Linked DNA regions of Hordeum vulgare: region 1 is linked to region 2. A link is a contact called in public Hi-C data. All regions are on one chromosome and are shown on one strand. Each heading gives the region's core, a stretch centred on a gene start, on an enhancer-like site or on the middle of the called end of the contact. The rest is flanking DNA. Distances are from core to core; before and after follow the strand shown. Region 1 holds the start of LOC123445301 (protein CANDIDATE G-PROTEIN COUPLED RECEPTOR 7-like). Region 2 holds the start of LOC123445262 (SAC3 family protein A).

The links. A called contact is a pair of places that touch in the nucleus more often than the background predicts.
Region 1: a contact with region 2 is called in a Hi-C map of seedling, with 2.3 times the contacts expected there. The contact joins the promoter of LOC123445301 here to the promoter of LOC123445262 in region 2. A contact is called at or near these places in 1 of 6 Hi-C or Micro-C datasets (seedling) and 1 of 1 datasets of contacts at active chromatin or transcription factors (embryo).

What each region holds. Positions count from the first base shown.
Region 1 is chr1H:460,626,216-460,628,915 of MorexV3_pseudomolecules_assembly, forward strand. LOC123445301 (protein CANDIDATE G-PROTEIN COUPLED RECEPTOR 7-like) reads right to left here and starts at 1,442. Exons shown (of 1, transcript XM_045122265.1): 1 at 1-1,442. The coding sequence starts at 1,278.
Region 2 is chr1H:460,559,602-460,562,301 of MorexV3_pseudomolecules_assembly, forward strand. It overlaps LOC123445262 (SAC3 family protein A), which reads left to right and starts at 1,447. Exons shown (of 14, transcript XM_045122236.1): 1 at 1,447-1,843; 2 at 2,404-2,700. The coding sequence starts at 1,790. It overlaps LOC123445279 (histone H4), which reads left to right and starts at 561. Exons shown (of 1, transcript XM_045122246.1): 1 at 561-1,184. The coding sequence starts at 625. The coding sequence ends at 936.

The DNA.
Region 1 (2,700 bases), core at 192-2,691, 67 kb after region 2:
TGTGTAGAACATGAACATGTAGAACGCCATTGAAGCCACTTCCTCGGCCAGGATGCTCACCCACCGGTACTTGTAACTGGCAATGGTCCTGAGCGCAAACACCACGATCCTGGTGAAGTACAAGTACCCAATCACCACGGTGTAGAACTGCCGGAACAGAGTGAGCTTGGACAGGTTCCGCGCCGCCTTGCCGTCGGTCTTGGACGTCTCCCGGAGCGACCGCATGGACCAGACGACCGGGAAGAGCACCGCGCAGCAGCAGGCGACGTCGACGAACAGCAAGATCTGGTTCCATGTCACCCAGCTCTGCATGAACGGCCCGGTCTCCCCAATGACCGCGTCGGCGATGTTGGCCATGACCTGCAGCGGGATCACCACCATGAGCACCTTCTTCTCCCGGTCCTGCAGGAATGGCCTGAGGAAGGACCACCCCGTGCCGACCAGCACGATGACCGCGAAGAGGATGACGCCCTTGATGAGCTGGAAGAGGTAGAAGGCCACGTCCCAGCCGTGCGGCGTCCCGGTGACGCGGATGTAGTGCTGGTCCTCGGCGGCCGAGAGGCAGTAGAGCAGGCGCGCGACGAGGAGCGCGGACATGAGGTGGTGGATTTGGTTGGCCGCCACGCGGTCGCGGGAGAGCGTGAGGTAGGCCCATCCGGCGAGGAACGCGGCGTAGCCGAAGGCGAAGAAGCCGTAGATGGCCGGGACGGGCGCCTGGCCGACGGGGAGGTAGTCCTTGGAGCCGTCCGGGTTGGCGTTGTACATCTCGGTGCGGACGTTCATGGAGACGAGCGACTCCGGCGCGCAGTTGGCGAAGTAGAGGCTGTACTCGTCGGGGTGGGTGACCGGGAAGGACTTGTTGTAGTGCCCGCCCTCCATGTCGTGGAAGGTGAAGAGCTTCTTGACGTAGGGGCTGGAGAGGACGCACCCGGAGAGGTCGGGCTCGTCGGCGCCGCTGGGGTCCTCCGGCTCCGCCGCGCGCTTCTCCGCCGGCGCCCGCGGCTCGGAGGCGGCCTGCAGGAGGGACTCGTCGGCGAGGAGGAAGAACCCGATCTGCTTGGGGTCCGCCCGCGCGAAGGAGGAGGAGACGGCGGCGCCGGAGAGGATGATGCGGACCGCGCCGGTCTTGGAGAAGCCGAACTTCTCGAACAGGATGGTGTGGCGCGGGTCCTCCCGGAAGGACTCCGCCCTGATCTCCGCCGCGGCGGGGGAGGCGAGGAGGAGGGACCCCGCGGCGGCGAGCAGCAGCAGCAGGAGGCGAGCTCCGGCGGTGGCCATGGCGAGATCTGTCGCCTGTGCGGGGCGGAGCGCGTGGGAGTGTGTCGGTGTGCGCGTGGGCGGTGGGTGGAGCACGGCCGTCTTATGTGGCGGAAGAGCGGGGCTCGGATGTGCCTCGCGATTGGTGACTGTTCGGTAGGAGGTTGACTTGTGCAGTCCTAGCAGACGGTGCGACGGGAAAGTTTCCACTCCCGTTTTTGTACACTTCGGGGTGTGAAAGGGCTGTCAGGAAAAAAAATACACTCATGGTCTCTATAGTTACACAAAAGTACAATACGGTTACTGAGCCTAGCAATACGTTCATTACGGTCATCGGATACGATTTAACGAAAAAATACGGTCACTGTAGCACATATACGGTGGGTACAACGCGGTTGAACACGTGTTGACCGGCTCGAGGCCAGGTGGCGAACCGCGGAGGCGTGGTCGTCGTTTTTTTTGCGTCGAGCCCCGTGACCATCATGGAATCCACCCATTCATCCCTGCTCCACTCACGTCGCCTCTTCGTGTTCGATTGGAAATAGGGGAGCGGCTCCATAAGCGACGCCGCCCCCAACGATCGTCGACGGTGCACGCAAGCTGAGGCGCGGATGTCCTCCGCGAATGCATAGGTGGCGCCGCCGCGCGTGTTCTTCTTGTGTGAGGCGTCGGCGATGGCCCGTGTTCGTGGTGCAGAAGGGGCGTCACCCCGTGTCTACAGTAAGTATCTGCCCCTGTTCTTCTCGTAAGGTTTGTGCGTTTTGGTCGTCAAAGAACCTCCTTTTAGGACCGCATTTTCATCTAAGATGTGTTGTAGTTGCAAGATTGGACCGGTTGTTCTAGGGTTTTTAGTCAGAATTTAGGGGTTAAGGGAATTGGGGCTTAGGCTTTTTTAGAGTTAAATAAAGAGATTGTGATGCATGTAGTGCTTTTGTTGTTGTCTGAGGTCGTCGAAGCAGCAATTTTCCGATGGAGATCAACCATGGTGGGTTTTTTCTTGGCCATGGCAAGAACCGTTCTTATGTGAATGGTCGTGCCATTTTGTATGATCAAGTGGAAAGGGTCACCTGGTCACCTATAATGATTGAAAATCTTGTGGAAGAAATAGGTTATGAGATGGCAGGGAGGCTTAAGGTTTTTTATTGTGTCCCTATCCTTACACTTAGCACAAATGGTCTCAGGGCAATAGCTGATGATGAACGGGCTGGCAAAATGCTCATGTTTGTTGATATTGGACACCACTTTTTCAGTCTTTATTTGGATCATGATGATAGCTTCAGAGCTAACCTTAGCGAGGATGATGTTGTGAATCATCCAAGAGCTAGTTTGCCTCAAGTTTTCAGCCCAACAAGGAGAGTGCATAGCAATGGAGAGAATGCAGAAGCAGAGCACGGAGAAGGTGAGGCAGAAGCAGAGCATGGAGAAGTTCACGCAGAAGGAGAG
Region 2 (2,700 bases), core at 197-2,696:
ATTTTGTCTTTTTTATTTATCTTTTTGACACAAGTGACTTTTCGTTGTGTAGAAATGACGGTTCTCACTTCTTTCGGTCTTTTTGCTTGCCTTTTTGGCATGATTGCCTGTTTGCTAGCTCGACTGGTTTAAAGTCATGATATTTTGACTATAGAATTATATTTTATAGTACAAAATAATTTACTAAAATAATTAGAGATATAAATTTGGTCCATGTGTACCTATCATCATGGATAGCAAATTTTTCTGTATCTTTTAGTATTTGATACGGAGGGGACAATCTGCTGCTAAGAGCAAGTCGCTCCGTTGCCATTTCTTGCTGGCGCCGTTGCGCGCACCTGCACGACGGAAACGCACAAACATGGCGCCGGTGGCCAAAAAGTTTCAAGCTGGCGCGCCTCACGGAACGAAATTTCAGATGCACCCCGCCAATCTACCGGGCACGTCACTGATCCGCGGCAACCATGCCCGGATCGCGGTCTCGACCTTCCCAATTCCGCGGTCCGCGCCTTCCTCCCGCCCCTTTTAACCCCCCGTCCCCGCTTCCCCCAAATCACGCCACCACCGCCGCTCGTCCCAGTTCCACACCCGCTCGCAGCTGGAACCAGGGAGAGATCGTCAGCCATGTCCGGGCGCGGCAAGGGAGGCAAGGGTCTCGGCAAGGGCGGCGCCAAGCGCCACCGGAAGGTGCTGCGCGACAACATCCAGGGCATCACCAAGCCGGCCATCCGTCGCCTGGCGAGGAGGGGCGGCGTGAAGCGCATCTCGGGGCTCATCTACGAGGAGACCCGCGGCGTCCTCAAGATCTTCCTCGAGAACGTCATCCGCGACGCCGTCACCTACACCGAGCACGCCCGCCGCAAGACCGTCACCGCCATGGACGTCGTCTACGCGCTCAAGCGCCAGGGACGCACCCTCTACGGATTCGGCGGCTAGGCCTAGGCGTCCATCTGCGCCCGCAGCCCGTCGCCTCCTCGCCGTCCGCAGTCCGCACCGCCGTCGGCCAACAACTCTGCCCCGCCGTGGCCGCAGGCGCGAAGAAACAGCCATGTCTTTTGTTCAGTAGCAGTCGTATCCGGAGCAATGTTACTACCTGTTCTCCCATTAGCCCATCGCACAATTCCTCTAGTGAGCCCGTAGCTCCATGAGCCCAGTTGTGGAATCGAATGTACCGTCTTCCTGCCCGTGCGAGCAAATGCTCCGAGTTCGTTGAGATGTTGTGATTTACTCCTACCGCTCTCTGAATCCCCCCACAGCTCTCTGAAAGTCTGAATCCCTGGAGATCTGTTTTTTTTTTTCAACGAAAAAGGCCAGGTTGCTAATAGTAGCTGGGCTCAAATAGAACAGTCTGCGGGCCCATCCAAGGCCCACGGCCCGTACACGCAACGCAAGCGCCGCGGTAGTTATTCATTCCGTCTCCGGCACGCTCCCTTCTGTCTCCGACGAACTCGTTACGACGACACCCAACCAAGCCGCAACGCAACGCATCCGAAAAGGGGCTGCTCCTTTCTCCCGCATCTCGCTTTCCGCACCCTCACCCCTCTCCCACCCTCGCTTTCTGCATCGCCGCCTCCGCCCCCGGAAAATCTCCCCTGAATCCGGACCACTCGATTTCCTCCTGAATCCGCCCCGCCGAACCAACCCGTTGACCCGATCTCCCCGTGTGTTTTTTTTTCTTCCGAATTCGATTCGTCCGCCGCCGATTTCCCCCACCCACCCACCCACTCGTCGTCTCCGGTTGGGCCGAATCGGCCGGCCTTGTCGCCGCTAGGGTTCGGGCTCGGGGACGATGGCCAGCCACGGAGCTGCGCCGGCCGCTGGATCCGACGCCGCGCGCGTCGAGGTACGCCACGTGACTCGCCTGTTGATTTTTATTTTATTATTTTCAGGAAAAAATGTTTGTTATTGGTCCGGCGTAATCGGGAGGTAACCAATTCGTAATTATTATTAAGCTGTGGTATTCACTGCAGTTGTTGGGGGTTCAGCCTTGTGATGATACGCTGTGCAGTTGATTCCGGGCATAAGGTGTAGTTTTAGTACTCGAGCTAACCTGGGCATGTGCTTGGGAAATTAGAGTTCTTAGCTGACTGAGTAATTCATGCGAGTGTTGTTTTGTCGTGTTTCGTTGCAATTTCCCCCATTATCTTAGGTGTGAGATACGATAATATTCTACGCCCCTGCTGCAGTTTATAAGGGCGTCGTAGTGCGGTACTACTGAATCTTATGGAAGCCTAGTAGACCATTCTAGCGTTTACGAATTTCACTAATGCTGCGATGCAGAACTAAAACATTTTATACCCCCTGCAAACTGAACTGGCCTTTATAGATGATTAGCGCCACACTGAGGATGACCCTTTTGAATCTATCAGAATGATGATGATGATTTTCCTTTGCTAATGGCAGGTTAGCGGCACGGGCCAGACAAACCAGCCTGCTTACCCGCCTTTTGTTTCTGGGGATCATTCATGGTCCTCTTCAACTGGGGCAGCAGCAGCAGCAGCTTCGTGGAACTATCCAGTAGCCAATCAAAGCCAAGATGCAGTATACTATGACCCACAGAGGGATGTATCTGTTTCAGGAGATAATCAAAATGTGGCAAGCAGTGCACCTCCTGCTGTACAGTCGACTATGGGCTTGACAAATGCAAGTCATTCTCATGTGCCTTACGCAAGTTCACTTCAGCAGGGCTACAATCCTGCA